2 separate regions of the Ovis aries genome follow, and region 1 is linked to region 2. Evidence: chromatin contacts called from public Hi-C data. All regions are on one chromosome and are shown on one strand. Each heading gives the region's core, a stretch centred on a gene start, on an enhancer-like site or on the middle of the called end of the contact. The rest is flanking DNA. Distances are from core to core; before and after follow the strand shown. Region 1 has its middle 34 kb from the start of LRRC8C. Region 2 has its middle 70 kb from the start of LRRC8B.

Evidence for each region. Hi-C and Micro-C count contacts between places; a contact is called where the count stands out from the background.
Region 1: a Hi-C map of hypothalamus shows a contact between it and region 2, with 3 times the contacts expected there. The contact joins two enhancer-like sites. A contact is called at or near these places in 4 of 16 Hi-C or Micro-C datasets (hypothalamus, liver, muscle and 1 more).

Annotation. Positions count from the first base shown.
Region 1 is chr1:66,968,041-66,972,170 of ARS-UI_Ramb_v3.0, forward strand. No RefSeq gene overlaps it. Among named protein-coding and RNA genes, the nearest start is that of LRRC8C, 34 kb to the right of the region's middle. Within about 2 kb of position 1,546, at least 6 of the 54 cell types and tissues checked have an H3K27ac peak or open chromatin away from gene starts, as enhancers often do. A contact at or near this core is called in hypothalamus, where this site is marked.
Region 2 is chr1:66,817,759-66,822,251 of ARS-UI_Ramb_v3.0, forward strand. No RefSeq gene overlaps it. Among named protein-coding and RNA genes, the nearest start is that of LRRC8B, 70 kb to the right of the region's middle. Within about 2 kb of position 2,898, at least 7 of the 54 cell types and tissues checked have an H3K27ac peak or open chromatin away from gene starts, as enhancers often do. A contact at or near this core is called in hypothalamus, where this site is marked.

The DNA.
Region 1 (4,130 bases), core at 296-2,795, 150 kb after region 2:
TTACATGTTATCTCTTAACAGAGATGATGCAATTTAAAAAATTCAAAGGGGCATAGAATTAGAATGGGTGTGTTTGCACATATATGTATTGTGTATAAACCTGCATATTCATGCTTAAATATTTTTCAAGCTCTTCAAATGCTTCACACTCAACAAAATAAAGGGCCAATTCTGAGAAGAAACATTTTGTGTAGTTAGCTTCACAGGGAATCCTAGCATTTGCTACTTTGTTTTTGTCGTATATTTTGAAACATGTACATAATTGGTTTTTGCTTCTGGTAATGAATTATTAGAAAATGTAAGATTTTGTTGTGAGCTGAATGCTTTTGGCCCTCAGGTTTACCATGTAAATCTGGATTTTGGTATTAAACCCCTCTGCCTGAGATTTAGTACTTTTGAGTGAACTTTATTGTTTTTAAAATAACTTTTATGTAATATACAGATTTAGTTTTTATAAACAGCAAATAAAAACAGCTTCAGTGTTGGAAGAAGTTGACTGGGCTAATCTTGCCTGTATACATTGATCCGTGCGCAAGCTCCAGGAATGAGCCCCTCCTCTTCCCAGGGTTGCCTGTGCAGTTGGGTAGTTATATTGTTCACCAAATAATAGATTTCAGATTTACATAGTTGTCTTCCAGTTGCTAAGTTGTGTCTGACTCTTTGTGACCCCATGGACTGTAGCCCGCCAAGCTCCTCTGTCCATGGGATTTCCGAGGCAAGAATTCTAGAGTGGGTTGCCATTTCCTCCTGCAGAGGATCTTTCTGACCCAGGGATCGAACCCACGTCTCCTGTGGCTTCTGCACTGGCAGATTCTTTACCACCGAGCCACCAAGGAATGGTGGTATGACTATCATAACAGTAATATGAGTTTTTAAACTGTGCTACAAGGGCTGCAAGGCTCTGAAAACTGCTGGACTGATCCTAGAATACACTGGGAGGGTATGCAATCTGTCACTCTCCTGATTCATCTGTCCAGCAGTGTTCGTCCCTTGGGACTGGTTCACAAACCAACCCATCTCGCTCCCTTTCTTCTTCTTGGCTCCTGTTTCTCCATCTGCTGTTGGTTTAGCACTAACATTGACTAGTGGACCAGATGAAATAAAAAGTAAAAACCTAAGACAGGAGATGTTGAAGTTTAGGTAGGGAGAAGAGATGGAATTCTCTGGTAAACCAGGTACATAATAGTTTGAACTTTGGGATAGAAGACTTTCCCCTCTCTCAGTCACATACACAGAGTTTCAGGAGCACATTAGGAAGCAGATACCAAGAACTTTTCTCTGCTGAAGGGCAGAACTTGATATAGACTGAAGCAGGTTATGAAGGAAACTAGATGGCACTGTTTTTCCCTGGAAATGTACTTTAAGCAAGGCTTTCTCTCACCTCTAAATGCATTGGGAATGGGAATATGTGGAGGAGATGAAACCAGTGCCTGACCTAAGGCATCACTGCGAGGTGCTCTGGCTGAGTCCTGTCCTAACAGCCCAGAAGGCAGTCACCGGCCCCCACAATCGTGGCAACAAGGGTGACTCCGTGTTCACTCCTTTCCACTTTGCAAATCACTTTTCAAACATGCTGTGAAGGGAGCCTGGCTGTGCAGGCAGAGGCCTGGCTGTTGAGGCCACAGCCTGATGCTCTGGAGCTGCAGCTCATGGTTGGGTTTCTGCCCCTTGTTTGGATTCTCTGAAATTCAGGTTCCTAGCTTGTTTTCTGTGTCCCTCTCATCTCTGAGACCCAGAGAAAAGCAGTTTATCCAAAGGCACAAAGCCAGAGCTTGAACTCAGCCCCATATTTACAGAAAAATATCCATATGCCAAGGAAGGATCAGAAAAAAGTCATCTTTCAACATGTGTAGTCTCTTTTTTGGGAAATATGTCTCTCTTCACCCTGTGTTGTCTCATTATGCTCCAGATGAGAGTTCTAAGTCCTGCCTCCTAAATACCAGTGCTTCTATAGAACAGCCTTTTCAGATTACTTCTTATATAGCAAATACCTTACATTTTGTGTGCCTTTCTACACAGGCCTGTTGTTGGTTTGTGTAGGGCTTCAGGCACATCATTTTTTTGCTCTCTGCCTCCCTCTGCCGCTGAGAAGGGAATAAATCAAATAGAAGCTTGCCTAGTTCCTGTTTCTTCCCTTTTTATTCAGTTTCCCCTTGCCTGCCTTCTGAGGGAAGATCTTTAGAATTCAGTGGCCCTCACTTAATCTCAGAGACTCCATCTCCAATGAGATGCACGTAGAAAGCCCTATGCGATGCCCAGCACCAGGATCAGACAGAACATGTTGGGTGCCTGAGCAGGAAACAATTTAGCAACCTTGAAACATGCTTTGAATGTTCATTTATTAGGTATTTGGTAAAGATGGGGGAGCTGGTTTTCTACTAGTAAAAATCATGAAGCTTAAATAGGCTAATTATTTCCTTCTCCAAAAGCAATACTCACAAAAAAGTGAGGTAGAGCTTAAAGATGACTGAGCAGAGAGAGGTGGGGATTGGGGAGACAGTGTAAATAAGTAAGTCCTCATAGTATTTTTATCAAACACCCCAACAGACAGTCTCTTCTCCCAGGCCTCACAAGCAGGCCCATCACCTGCCAGGTCTCCCCTCTCTTTTTTCCTCCCAGAGCATCCTTCTCTTTTGACTCTACTCTTTCCCTTCCCAGATTTCAGGTGCTACACCCTTCAGTATCTCTGTCTCTGACTGGACCGTTTAGCATTGTCCTAACCACATATTCCAAGCTTACATAAATCACCCTTTACTAAATCCCAACTTTGAGAGTATTAAATACCCATCATTTCAAGGGAGATGTTTTACTTTGTATTCATCAAAATAAACGTCTTTGAAATCACAATGTCCAGAGGAATATGACTGTCAGCTGGTTCGTTGTGCTTGCAACCCTAGGAACTGGAGGCAAATGGGATTATACTAGGGACAGAATGGTTTCCCAGGTTCCTCAGGTTGTAGGTTTACCAGAAGAGGAGTAATAGATTTGGACCATTGAATACAACATGCTGAATAAAATAGGATGCATTTGGGAAAAAAAAAAAAAAGTCTTTCAGTTATCAGGATTCTCCCTTCCTACAAAGTGGTTTCCTGTCACAATTTCAGGTTCCAAATGATAGACTTATTCATTTTGCTGGATGGAAGTAGGACCAATTTGCAATCCTTAGTCTGGTAACCTAACAAATTGCATATGAAAACCCAAGTTAATTGGTCCTGACCTATTATCATTTATTCCAATAATATTTGGTGTTCTTTGTAAGTTAGTACCGAGGCAAATGTTGGAACATTGGGGGGACCAAATGCCACCTGTCTGAAGGGAGTTTCCCTCTAGTCTTTCCTTAAACTGGGTTAGGATTCACATCCTTGTCTTATGTGCCTATGTCTTAACGTGCTTCTATGGCATGTTCTAAAAAAACGCCACAGGTCATTTTGGGTTTGAGAAAAGGGCGGTGCTGTCACCCTTTCCATAATAGACTGAACCAGTCTTGGGTAACTGCTCTGTGAAAAAGGAAATACAGAAGAAGAAGAGGCCAAGTGAAAAAGCATTGATTCAATCTGCATTCTGAGGCCTGAGAGAAATTCACTGGCCTGGTGATTCCTGGGCAGAACAATATATTATAGACCTCATTAATGGCTTCAAACTGAGGAACGATAAAAATCTAATCATTTCATCCCTGCTCCTACAGCTTGGAGTCTGCCACCTTGGGGGAAACATCGTATTGGGATACACCAATAGCATCATTTACCTTCTGCGGATTCCCAGGTGGCAGCAGTGGTAAAGATTTCGCCTGCCAATGCAGGAGACACAGATTCGATCTCTGGGTTGGGAAGATCCCCTGGAGAAGGAAATGGCGACCTGCTCCAGTATTATTGCCTGGAAAATTCCATGGACAGAAGCCTGGCAGGCTACAGTCCATGGGTCACAAAGAGTTGGACGCGACTGAGCAGGCACCTCCTGCAACTGGCCGAGTACTCTAGGTGGTCCTTCACGTGTGCTGTCGGTCCATCCAGCAACCTTATTTGGTGTGTTATTCCCAACTCACAGATAAGATAGCAAACCTAAAAATGAGAATTTCCCCAACATCTTGTGACAGTTCAGAAGAGGAATCTAGTTTAACTTACAGGTCTGCA
Region 2 (4,493 bases), core at 1,648-4,147:
GATATAAAATAAAAGAAATTAAGAAAAATCTTTATAATATAAATTTGAATTGAAAAACTTTTATGTATGTATATAACACTTTGGCCCACTGAAAGGTCCAGGAAACAACAGAACTCTAATAATAATGAGTAAATGCAACATCCAGATTTTTGTTTTTAAATAACTTTTGTTCATTTTTTTAAAAAATAACAGCAAATAGCACTCCTTGGAGAAATCAGAGGTTGCAGGTATAGGCAGAAAACATAAGATGTGGCTGTGACGTAGTTCTGTGCCAAACAGCAGAAGCACACTCCAAGATTAACGAGTTGATATCAAAGACAAGGAGGCTGGCCAAAGGGCCACCTCATGGACAAATGTGGGACAATTTTAATATGAAAAAGAATCATGACTATGAGTGATTATAATCGTATAATCCAAGACAGTATCCTGATCTAACTTCAGTGATAGGAAACATGGAGGGAAGAAAAACAAAGTAAATGAAACTGCAAGAAAATGGACAGGCAGATTATCTGGAGTCTTCTATAAGAAAACTAAACTAGTTCTTTAAACGTTAAATGTCAGGGGCTTCCCTGGTGGCTCAGTGGTGAAGAGTCCACCTGCCGACACAGGAGACACAGGTTCCACCCCTGGTCCAGGAAGATCCTACACGCCGAGGAACAGCTAAGCCCAGGCACCACGACTGTTGAGCCTGTGCTCTAGAGCCCGGGAGCCCCAAATACTGACGTCCAGGCGCCCTAGAGCTCATGATCCACACAAGGAAGACCACCACAGTAAGAAGCCCACGCACCATATCTAGAGAGCAGCCCCCACTCTCCACAACTAGGGGAAAACTGGGGCAGCCACGAAGACCCAGAGCAGCCAAATACATACATGCATAAGTAAGTAATAATAGAAACTGTTTAAAAAATCTAATGTCATTTTTTTAAATGAATAATAAAAATTCATAAGATGACACTTCTAATAGACTGATCTAGACAGATGCAATGTACAAATAACTATAAGGCATACTGCCACTGCTGCTGCTGCTAAGTCACTTCAGTCGTGTCTGACTCTGTGCGACCCCATAGACGGCAGCCCACCAAGCTCCCCCATCCCTGAGTTCTCCAGGCAAGAATACTGGAGTGGGTTGCCATTTCCTTCTCCAATGCGTGCATGCAGGCTAAGTCGCTTCAGTCATGTCTGACTTTATGCAGCCCCATGGACAGCAGTCCACCAGGCTCCTCCGTCCATGGGACCCTCCAGGCAAGAACACTGGAGTGAGTTGCCATTTTCTGCTCTGCTATAGGGCATGAAACTTGGTTTATTCTGATTCAAAAATATGAATAAATGAAACAATAATTAAAGCATTTTTAGATACAGTTGAGATTTGAATATGACTATCAGGTTATATTAGAGAATAATTCATTATAATTAACATTTTTAGGCATGCTAATATCATGTGTTTATTTGAGAGAAGATACTTATTCTTCGGAGATGCATGCTAAAGTGTTCAGGGGTGAAGTATTGTGAGGTCTGTAACTTTTATAAGATTCATCAAAAAATTATGCAGAGAGAGAGAAAGTAAATGTGGCAAAATGTTGCATTAACATATTTTTAATCTTGGTGACAAATATATGGGTGTTTGTTGCATTGTCCTTTCTACTTTTCTGTATGTTTTAAATGTTTCAATTTAATGTTGGGAGGGAAAAAAGTAGGGTTCAAGTGCACAAAGTCATTCTTGCAGTGCTGTTGAAAACATTAAAACACAAGGTACCACCTACAGGCTCTGCAAAAAGAAATGACTTGATCGCATTTGGTACAGCCTTAGAACGAATTCTGTCAGTCAACAATTATTGACCAAGGAAATTCTTTGCAACACATACTATCCTAAGCCCTGACGATAAAAGATAAGAGAAGGCCTTGGTTCTCAGGAAAAGCCTAAAACAAGCAAAGAAATGAACAAATTCATTATCAATAGGACCGACAAGGCATGCTGCATGAAGGAAATGACAAATGACAGAGAAAGCTCCCGTGTTGAGGGATAGGGAAGACCACATGGGGTTGGCAGTATTTGAGCTGAAGCAACAAGGAGCTGGCAGGGGGGACACCTCCTAAATCTTCCCATTCTCTTAAGGGAAAGCTGAGTGCAAAGGCACTGAGGCTATGCAGCATGAAAAGAATGATGTAAGCTACGCAGCACAGCACAGCAAAATGATTGCGTGTGGTGTGTGAGAAGAGGGCTACAGAACCACTCCCATACTAGGACACAGCTCCTCAGAGAGATATATACACATGTGGGATGACAATGCAAAGTGCCAATAGCTTGTCAGTGTGTTGACATTACAGACCACCTCTACTGTCCTTCTTTCACCATCTGATTCTTCTAATGTGCAAATGGACATGTTACTTTTATTTAAAAAAGACGTGTCCCACCTCGGAGGTAAAGAAAAGCAGCAGCACGGGTAGCCCACAGTAACCCCCTAGTGCCCAGAAGGAAGGTCACTCTGGACACCTGAGAAGACCATTCTGATCACTGTTTGTAACAGTCCAGGGAAAGGCAGGCTGCTCGTTCAAAAGAGGCATCCGCTCTGCACAGGGAGAAGCTTCTCACATCTATGAAATGCCTTGCTTTCTTCCCTGACTCCAAAACTTGGGACTGAGACAGAAAAATAGAGGAAGCTATTCATAAGCTGCCAATAACAGAAAACTTGCTGACTCTATCCAATTAAATTAAAAAACAAAAAACGAGTGTAGCTGTGACTGTGGGTAAGTGTCCTGGCTCCTGCCAGAGAGGAAAGCAACCTACAAGGAGCTCGTCGCTGGAGCTAGGCGATTATCCCACCCATTTCCACACCAGTGATTCCCCGTTTCAGTAGCTTTGGGGAGCATGCCTGATATCTGCAGATGCCCACAAGAGGGCAGCAGAGGAGTTTTTCTGAAAGTGCTGGAACACTAAAACAGGACAGAGGGAGAAGGCCAGGAGGAGAGGTGGGGAGATTTAAAATAAATTTCTTAAAGAATCGAGTTTATAAGAAATTTACAAACTTTTAGTAAAGTTTGTAAAAGTTTCCCAGAAGTGATTCAGGGCAAATAAGCCAAATTTGGTAGAAGAAAAGTGTAAGAAAATCAGATTTTACTATTAGTAGGACTTCCCTGGTGGCTCAGACAGTAAAGAATCTTCCCTCAATCAGAGAGACCCAGGTTCGATCCCTGGGTTGGGAAGATGCCCTGGAGAGGGGAATGGCAACCCACTCCAGTATTCTTGTCTGGAGAATTCCATGGCCAGAGGAGCCTGGTGAGCTATATACAGTCCATGGAGTCGCAAAGAGTTGGACACAGCTGAGCAACTAACACACAATAGTAAAACAAAAAAAGAGAGGAAGTCAAAAATAAAAAGAGATCAACTTTCAGCTTTCGGAGAGATGGCAGGAAATATTAGTCAGCAAACCAAATATTCCAGGATATTGTGTTCCAGGAGGTCTTTTATTCACTTGAAGAAAGCTGCATGTATAGTGGCATTTGAGAGACCCCAGAAGTTCCTTCTGTCTATAAATATCTCCATTTCAAGGTTTATTTCTGTATTTCTTTCTTTTGGCCACACCACCTGGCTTAAGGGATCTTATTTCTCCCACCAGGGATCGAACCCTTGCAGTCTCTTGCAGTGGAAGCATGGAATCTAACCCCTGGACCGCCAGGGAAATCACTGGAAATGTTTGGTTTTTTATGTTATTAATATGGTGAGAATTTTGAATCAGAGCACCTACAAATACTTGAATATACTTGAAATATAGTTGAAAATATATATTTTAAGCCTTGAAGAATTTCTTCCCCTACCCCCACCCCGCCCCCCGGCCTTTCCCTATGTTTTCTCCCTTCCTTTTCCTCTTTCAAATAAGTAGCTGTCTCTTTGCTGGCTCTTCATTGCCTTCAGAGAGGTCTATAGCAGAGCCAAAAGCAAAAATTTCCAGGTTTTATTTAACAAATTCTAACACGGAAGGATTTAGAAAGTGTGGAGGAGATGGAAAGGAAAAAGGAATTTACATGCTGAGAGTCTTGGAAGGAGTAGCAGACTAGAGGGACTGTCCTCAGCCCAGATGAAAGACTTCCTCTGGGAGGGGGGAAATAAACCAGAAGACAAGTGGGTCCCTGAAGACTGGGGGCCAGGGAGGAGGCAAGATCCCAGAGGGCAAGAACTGTCCCATTTTCAACAAAGGGGAGCAAGGCAGGAGCTGCTGCAACCGGCCTTGGAACAGAGCCTGAAAAGACCACACGGGCCCAGGGGAGGTCTGGACAGCCGATCCTGTTGGAAAGCAAAGATGTGCTCTTTTGAGCGTTTAAATGAAGCTGATCCACCACCCAGTTCCCACAGTGGTGACCACCTCACACTGCGTAATTACGGAGTGGGGTCATGCTCAAAGACACACACCAGCTAGGGGGTGGGAAAAACAAAAGGGTGAATGAGACAGAATCCCATCCTTCCCCAGTTGTGTCTGTTTCTGAGTTTTCCCCAGAGG